Linked DNA regions of Anser cygnoides: all the other regions are linked to region 2. A link is a contact called in public Hi-C data. All regions are on one chromosome and are shown on one strand. The core of a region is the stretch at or near the end of the contact, and the rest is flanking DNA. Distances in the headings are between cores, read along the strand shown. Region 1 holds the start of AGPAT2 (1-acylglycerol-3-phosphate O-acyltransferase 2). Region 2 holds the start of SEC16A (SEC16 homolog A, endoplasmic reticulum export factor). Region 3 holds the start of MRPS2 (mitochondrial ribosomal protein S2).

Evidence for each region. A called contact is a pair of places that touch in the nucleus more often than the background predicts.
Region 1: a contact with region 2 is called in a Hi-C map of liver, with 15 times the contacts expected there. The contact joins the promoter of AGPAT2 here to the promoter of SEC16A in region 2. A contact is called at or near these places in 2 of 7 Hi-C or Micro-C datasets (both in liver).
Region 3: a contact with region 2 is called in a Hi-C map of liver, with 9 times the contacts expected there. The contact joins the promoter of MRPS2 here to the promoter of SEC16A in region 2. A contact is called at or near these places in 4 of 7 Hi-C or Micro-C datasets (granulosa cells and liver).

The regions. Positions count from the first base shown.
Region 1 is chr20:3,427,243-3,429,942 of Taihu_goose_T2T_genome, forward strand. AGPAT2 (1-acylglycerol-3-phosphate O-acyltransferase 2) reads right to left here and starts at 1,425. Exons shown (of 6, transcript XM_048052801.2): 1 at 1,158-1,425. The coding sequence starts at 1,345.
Region 2 is chr20:3,286,056-3,288,755 of Taihu_goose_T2T_genome, forward strand. It overlaps SEC16A (SEC16 homolog A, endoplasmic reticulum export factor), which reads right to left and starts at 1,267. Exons shown (of 34, transcript XM_066980761.1): 1 at 1,113-1,267.
Region 3 is chr20:3,456,461-3,459,160 of Taihu_goose_T2T_genome, forward strand. MRPS2 (mitochondrial ribosomal protein S2) reads right to left here and starts at 1,274. Exons shown (of 4, transcript XM_066980488.1): 1 at 1,196-1,274; 2 at 981-1,061; 3 at 726-855; 4 at 1-358. The coding sequence starts at 1,223. PIERCE1 (piercer of microtubule wall 1) reads left to right here and starts at 1,294. Exons shown (of 3, transcript XM_066980489.1): 1 at 1,294-1,445; 2 at 1,547-1,619; 3 at 2,210-2,667. The coding sequence starts at 1,366. The coding sequence ends at 2,395.

The sequences.
Region 1 (2,700 bases), core at 175-2,674, 140 kb after region 2:
AGCGAAGTTCCTTTTTAGTTTTACAGATTTTAAAAGTTTTAAGGGGGAAAAAAAAAAAAAAAGGAAAGGAAAAGGGTGTTTCCATAACTGACATCACAAATTCTACCGGTCGCAGGGTTGGTTGTTGACTCCTGGGAGGAGGAGACCTTGCGCTGGAAAGGTTCTCCGCAGCAAGCCAAGGAAGTCAATGCCCGAGACTGAGCTGAGCAGGAGACCCTGGGGCACGGAGTGGTTTGTAACGCCCGCGGCCAGGCCATCGGGGCGCATCGCAGAGCACGGCCCGGGGCAGGGCAGCGCGCAGGAGGCAGCGCGTCCCGCGCCGCACTTCCTCCCGACACCGCTCGCTCCGCCCCGCGCGGGGCACTGGGAGCTGCATCGCACCCCGAAGCAGCCAAAGTCCAGCTCCACCGGCTGGGACGCTGCCCAACCTTTGATCCACGAGGATGCGTCAAGGCACCGGGGCTCCACTTTCACCCCCGAGGAAAAGTTCCCCCCCACTCCCTGCCCACAGAACTCAGCCTGCGGGGCAAAAAGAGAAACGAAGCGGGGCTGACAGCGGGGCCTGGTAGCAACCGGCAGCACAAATCCTCACGTAGAGGGAGGACTTCGGACAGAAACCACCAGAGACACAAGTGCTAACCCTGCCCCTAAAACACTCCTGTGCCTTCACCCGCACGGGGGCTGCTCCTCTCCAGGAGCACCCCGGGCTCGTCCCCAAGCACCGAGCGCCCCAGGATGGCCGTGGCAGGACCCAAAGGCCGCCAGCACGCCCTGGGCAGCTGCTTGGTGGCCAAGTTCTTCGTGCTGCTCCCCAGGCAGCGCACGGGGGTGTTTTTAAACGGCACAGCCATCGCTTTTGGAGGAGAAAGCACTGCTGGCGCCCAGCCTTCACCAGAGGCATGCCAAAAGGAGAGCCCCAGCATCATCCTGCCGGAGTCCCCAAACCCAAGCACGGAGCAGGGGGCAGACAGGGGGTCTCCGAGCCCCCCCAACCCACCCTAAAGCCTGGAGGCCACCCCCAGTCTGTGCTCCGAGCCATCTCCAGCAGCATCCCCGCGGCGTGGGCAGCACAACCGCGGCTCCCCACCACCCACGCGTGTCCCGGGGCTCCCCCCCCCCCCCCCCCAGGGGGGCTCCCCGTTAGCCCCGGCACTCGCCTCATGTTCTTGACGGTTCGCCCGCCGTTGACCAGCAGGCAGACGGGCACCGTGAACGCCGAGCAGACGAAGAAGAGCAGGTAGTAGAAGCCGATCCGCAGCGCGAAGTTGACGGCGGGGCTCAGCTCCATCAGGACGTGCAGCAGCAGCAGCACCGCCGCGCCCCACAGCAGCCAGCCCAGCTCCATGCTGCTTCCCCCCCCTCCCCGGGCCCGCCGAGCCGAGCCGAGCCGAGCTAAGCCCCGGCCGCCTCCAGCCGCCTGCCGTGGGTTGCCCCCGCCTTATGTGGGCGGTGCGCACGGCCCGGCCCCGGCCCGGCCTTGCCCGGCCTCCCCGCCCGGCCCGGCCCTCAGCCAGGCGGGGAGGGAGCGGGGAAGGGGGCCGGGGCCGTCCCGGTGCTGTGGGGGGAGAAGGGGAGGCTGTGGTGGAGCCGGGAGGGGGGCCCTGAGGTGCTTCACGGCACGGTGTTGGGGGGTTTGGGGTGCCCCCGTGGTGTTAGGTGGGGTCTTTGGGTCCCTGCGTGAACATACGTGGGGGCTTTGAGTCCCATTGTGACAATCTGTAGGGTCTTTGGGTCCCCTTGTGACAGTATGTGGGGTCTTTGGGTCCTCGCATGAGCATATGTGGCGTCTTGTGAGTCCCCGCATGACAATATATGGGGTCTTTCGGTCCCCGCATGACAATATGTGAGGTCTTTTGAGGCCCCTCATAACGCTATGTGGGGCCTTTGGGTGCCTTCCTGACTATGTGGGGTCTTTGGGTTCCCTCATGACAATATGTGGGGTCTTTTGGTCCCCTCGACAATATGTGGGGTCTTTGAGTCCCCTCATAATGCTATGTGGGGTCTTTGGGTCCCCACGTGACAATATATGGGGTCTTTGAGTCCCCTCATAATGCTATGTGGGGTCTTTGGGTCCCCACGTGACAATATATGGGGTCTTTGAGTCCCTTCATAATGCTATGTGGGGTCTTTGGGTCCCCTCCTGACTCTATGTGGGGTCTTTGGGTCCTCTCATGACCCTATGCAGGGTCTTTGGGTCCCCTCGTGACGCTACATGGGGTCTTTAGGTTCCCTCATGGTGCCCTTAGGGCTGTCTTTGGGTGCCCCCATGGTGCCATCTGGGGTCTTTGGGACCCGTCGTGGTGCCCCATCCCCATCCCCTGGCTGTTTCCCTGCCTCCCCGCAGAGGACCCTTGAGCCACGTGCTCGGCGGGTGGGAGTTCCCCCGCTGGCGCTGGGGTGAAGTCAGGATCAGGCCCAACGGCTTTGTGGGCGCGAAGCTGGCAAGGGAGATGAAAGGAAGTCTGCTGGAACCAGCACAAACCCTTTCTCTGGCTTCAGCAGGTTTTGCAACCCTTTTTATGGTAAAATCCCGGTCCCGTGGATGATAATGACTTCATCTGGGTGGGATGCGGGCCTGGCAGCGTGTTGGGCTTACACCCCTGGTGCTGCGGTCCTGGTGGCATCAGCACAGCAGACTTCCCAGCTCCTGGAAAACCAGAGGAAAAGCGATATCCCTTCACAAATAACTCATTCCCTCGG
Region 2 (2,700 bases), core at 17-2,516:
TTACATAACCTAAGAACAATCCAACTCTCTGCCTTATCTGCTTTGGAAATTCTTAACTTTCCGAAGGTTTAACGGATAATACAGAGCAGCCTGCCAAACATTAGTCGCTAGAAACAACAACTGCAGAAGGTACTTCCAACCACGTCAAGAAAATATTACCAAAGAGGAGAAAAACAACTAGAACTACCCTCGAGACAGGGCCAGCAATAAGTCCCACCTGACAGGCTCTATGGTCATGATGGGTTTTAACTCCCCTGTGAGAACTTACCTATATAAAGGAACAACTGGGGGAAATTTGTTTAATACCATCTCCGTGTATTCATGCTAAATAAATTACTCTTAAACAACAATAAGTATGCCCACAAAACAGGTTACAGAGCACTAATATTAATTCTCAAGTGTGCTTATACCCGTGTCTGTATGTACGTACACACAATTGTGCATGCATATGCCTATACCAAACAACAGATGTACTCAGATATTCCTAACTAAAAGAAAGGAATATATAGAACAAAGCACCGCTGTGCCAAAGACACGAATAGCTGGGATATGCAGCTCGTATAAAATCAGCATTTGGGCCGTTTGTTTTTATCTTCCCGCTGCAGAGAGCTGCAGGCGGACGGCCCTGGGGCTGAGGGCATTTTGCGCCTTCAGCAGCGCTCGCCGCTCCCTGCCAGCTTTCTTATACGCGGGACCTACAGGTGAGAACGCTGTGCTGGGAGGAGAGCCCTCCCAGTGCCAAAGCCACAAAAAATACGACTCGCAGCTGGCAGAAATAAAAGCAGCCAGCACCTTCCCCAGGCTCCGCCGGCCGCCGCGAGCCCCTCGCTCCAACCCCAGCGTTTCGGGGGCCGTGCCCCTGAGTCAGCGCCAGCCGCTGCCCCCGGAGCACGCAGACCTCCGTAATCGGGGTGTAGGGAAAATAAAAACCGCCCTCCACCTGACGAGACGGGCTTTAAGCGCCTCGCTCCCAGCAATACCCGGTAACGACCGCCTCGAGCAGGACCCCGGCGGGCAGAGACCCCCCCTCCCGGCCCCCCAGCTCCCCCCCCGAACCCCCCATTCCCGACGCCCCAACCCCGGCCCCCCCCCCCGCGGCCGCCCCGCGGTACCTGCCGCCAGCCGCCGCCGGAGCCCCCTCAGCGCCGGGCGCCGCCGCCGCCGCCCCCCCTCAGCGCTGCCGCGGCCCCCCCGGCCGCCATCTTGGCACATCCGGCCCCCGCTTCCGCCGCCGCCGCCGCTGCTGACGTGTCGCGCCGCGCACGCGCGATGACGTCGCCGGTCCGTGCAGGGCGGCGCGCGCGCGCGCACGCGCTTGTTTATGAGGGCGGAAGCGGCTCCGCGAGGGCTCCGCCCCGCGGCGCTGTGGCTCGGCGCAGGCGCAGCGCGGCTGCGGGCCGGGAGTTCGCGGGTTCGAATCCCGGCTGGGGCGGCTCGTAGCGCGGCCGGGCGGTACAGCGGTTTCTCGCTGCCCTCGGGCCCCGCTCCGCCCGGCCTCGGCCGCGGAGGTCCCCTCCTTCTCCTCCATGAAGCCCGAGCCGAGCCCGGCCCCTGTGGGCAGGGCCCCGCTGTGATCCCTCTCAGGAGGCTGCGGTGCTGAAGGCGGCCGCCAGGGCGGGACAGAGGGCTGCGGTCGGGCCCTTCCTCCTGGCCTCCCTCCCTCCTGGCTTCCCTCTTTCCCTTCCTCCTGGCCCTCCTCCTTCCCTCCCTCCTTCCCCACACAGCTCCTTCTCTGCCCAGGGTTTCCTCACGCTGCCCCCCCGGCCTGGGGCCTGCTGAAGCACCCGAAGCTGTTTTGGGGGAGAAAGAGGCAATTCAAGAAAACTCCTCTGTCCTTCACCTCCTCGAGGTCCCGGCCTCACGGATAACGTGGGCTTAATTTGTGAAGTGTGCTTAATTATGGAGGGGGATGTTAATTGTGTGGGGGCGTGGAGGACGGGCGGACAAGTGTCCGAAGTCTGTGGTGTCACAGATGCCACGGCTCAGCCCTTCTGCACGTAGCCACCTCTGTGCTGCATTAAATAAAAGACTTTAAAAAGCACTTCTCCAAAAAAAAAAAGCACGTTCAGTGTTCTTTTATTTCAGATAAGATGGGAGCATAATATCAAACAGCTATGTGCAAGTCTAAAGATTTTACTCGACTCTTCTTTGTGTTCCAGTGCTGCTCTGAGGGCCTATTTCACGTGAACACAAAGCTTTTTTTGGGGGGGTGGCATTGTTCACGTGTGAGAATGGTCTCATTTAGCAGAGTTTGTACACAAGCAGTGGTCACTGTGCCTATATTGTCGCACTCCACACCGAACAACAGGCCCTGAAGGGGAAAATCCAAATGACCTAAACAAACATCTTAATCAAGGGTCATTATCAGTGCAAGAGCTGTTTCTGCACGCTTGATCATTAAAGCAGGGTAATATCCTCAAAGCCCAGTCCGAGCAGGGGAAGCAGCACTTTGATGCTGGTGTGGGAACCAGAGGCAGTGCTGTGATTTTTAAAGTGCCTTTCATCTCCCTCTTTTGTAGGAACATTCTTATAAACCAGCTTGTCAAATACAATTTCCCTACACAGGCATGAATTGCAGATAAAGCCCTGGTGTCCCCTTGATATTTTCCCCAACAGGTGTCATCTGAGGAACCACGATTTTAATTAGCCTGATTGACTTTTAAAATATATACGTATTCTGTAAATACCATCATCAGCTTA
Region 3 (2,700 bases), core at 24-2,523, 170 kb after region 2:
CGTGGGGATGTTCATCTTGGCGGCATCCCGGATGGCCACGTGGGGCTCGAAGACGTTGTTGAGGCTGCTGAGGAAGATGAGGAGGTCGGGCAGGCGGACGCCGGACCCGAACTGGATGGGGGCGTTGGTGAGCAGGCCGCCCTGCCAGTAGCGCGTGTGCGCGTACTCCCCGCACTCCTGCGCCGTGCTCTCGATCAGGTGGCAGAACTGGCGGTTGCGGCTGACGAAGAGGATGATGCCCTTGCGGTAGGCGATGTGGGCGGTGAAGTTGAGGGCCAGCTGGAGATGATCCATCGTCTGGTCCAAGTCGATGATGTCCTGATCCAGGCGGCAGCCGAAGATGTAGGGCTCCATGAACCTGCGGGGGCAGAGGGCGGGCGACGCATGGGGACGTGGGGCTACATCGAGCAGAAATTTCTGGCTCCACACCCCAACTCCCAGCTGCTCTCTGCAGCTCCCTGGTGTGCAGCATCCATCCGTGTCTGTCCCACCTGGGTGCAGAGGGGCTGTGGGTCTGACACCTGCTCAGCTCGGGGTCCCTGTGCTTTTGTAGGGCAGTAAATGTGCCCAGATGGAAACCAGAGGCTGTGTGCGCTGCCCCAGCCCCTGCCTGGCTTGGTGCCACCCACAAAGGCTTGGGTAGACTGTGGAAACCTGAAACCTGTTCCTGATGTGAACAAGTTCCTGATGTGAACAAGTGCCGGATCACGAGACGGGTCACTCACCTATGCCGACATCCCTTTTTGTGCCCCAGGTGCACCCGGGCGTTGAAGAGATCTTTCAGGGAGAAGAGCTCCTTCACGTTGAAGAAGTCGGGCTGGCTGAGAGGCTCGGTGAGCAGCCTGTCATCTGCACCTGGGAGAAGGACAAAAGCCCCCAACCATCGCTCCCTCCCTCCCGTGCTGGCAGGGGCCGGAGGAAAGCCCCGGGGCAGGGCAGGGCCGGGCCGGGGGAAGGGGCCGGGGCTCGGCAGCACTCACCGGGACCGGGGGAACGGGCGGCTGGGGCCGGGGCTGGGGCTGGCACCGGGGCTGGGAGGCTGCTGTAGAGCCGGGGGGCTGCTGCGGGGAGAGAAGCAGGGCGGTCATACTGCCGGGCACGGCTCGGTTTAGCTCGGCACGGCTCGGTTTAGCACGGCTCGGCTCGGTTTAGCTCGGCACGGCTCGGCACGGCTCGGCACAGCCCGACCCCTCACCTGCCCGCAGGATCCGCGGCACCGCCATGATCCCAGCCCGCGGGAGGAAGAGGAAGAGGAGCGGAGCCTTCCGCTTCCCCCGCCCCACGACCCCCCCGTACCGCTGCCCCCCCCCCCCTCCGGTCCTTCCCTGTCCCTCCCGGTCCCCCCCGACCCCCCCCCCGGCCCCCATGTCCCGTCCGGACGCCCCTGGAGGTCCCGGCCCCGGCTCCCGGTACCGCGGGGGCCTGCAGCACCCCGCCGGCTCCCGGTGAGCGCAGCCCCTGCCCCAAAACCCCCGGCCCCAAAACCCCCGGCCCCCAAACCCCCCCGGTCCCGGCCCGGTTTGACGCGCTGTGTCCCCCCCCGCAGGCAGCCGCACCCCCTGTACCGGACCAGCAGCCAGGCCTACGGGAGCAGAGCCCCCACGGTGCACGAGGTGCCGGTAGGTGCGGGCCCCAAGCGGTTCCCTGGGACCCCGGTTGGCTCCAACGGGTCCCGGCCTCCCCTTGGGCCTCCTGGGGGGGCTTTTGTCTCCCTCCCAAGGCAAGAGGGGCACAGACGCAAGAAATGGGGCCCTGCTATGGCTCGCAAAGCCCCCCCCCCCAGTTCACAAAGCCCCCCAGTGTGGGTGGAAGGGAGAGCTGGTGCTGGCACGCTGAGCTGGAGCTTCCCAAGGGTCTGCGGCTAACGACACCACGCTGCCAGTGCTGGGTTCATTTTCTTCCTCACGGGTCCATGCCCTCCGTAAGAGCAGCCGTGCCGACGCAGAGCAAACCTCCCTCCTGCAGAAAGTAGCTGGGGTAGGAGGTTTTGGTGGCCGCATCTCAGAGATGGCATTCGGCAGCCACTGGCAGACCCAGCCCCTCCGAGCCATCTCAACCCCCTGTTGTCTGCAACATCCCTGACAATGAACTCCTTGAGGCGCACTGAGATGAAGAACCCTTACAGTTTTGTCCAGACTTGTGCAAATTGCAGGTGCTGCTGATGTTGGCACTTAAATCATATCCTCTCTCCCGTTTCTCCTTCCCACAGACCACCTTGCACGTCACCTCACACGCGTTTTCGAACACTCTGGCGCAGTGCGGCATGTACAGAAATAGCGGGCTCAACACTTACCTGGAGAAGAGCCACGTCACCGGCCCAGACAACTTCATCACCCCCTATGACACCCTCAACTTCCATCCCAGCTACAACGCCAGCAGGCCGTCGTACTGTTAGAGCTGTGGCAGCAGCAGCTACAATACCAAGCCACTTCAGTTTAGTGCTGGCTGCATAGGTAAAAAAATAAACATCCCCTACAAAAAATAAGCAGGCAAAGAACAGCACTGACCTTACCCTAAATCTGTTGTCACAGCAGAAACGTAGGCTGTGCGCAGGGAATTAAGTGGGTAAGCAACCCGGTATGACAACCACAGTGTTGAGAGAGTCCTAAACTTAATCTACTGTTTCGGAGCTGTTGTCTTAATAAAGAAACACGTGCAGGAAAATAATGTTGTTCTGAACGCCCGTGAGTATACAGGAAT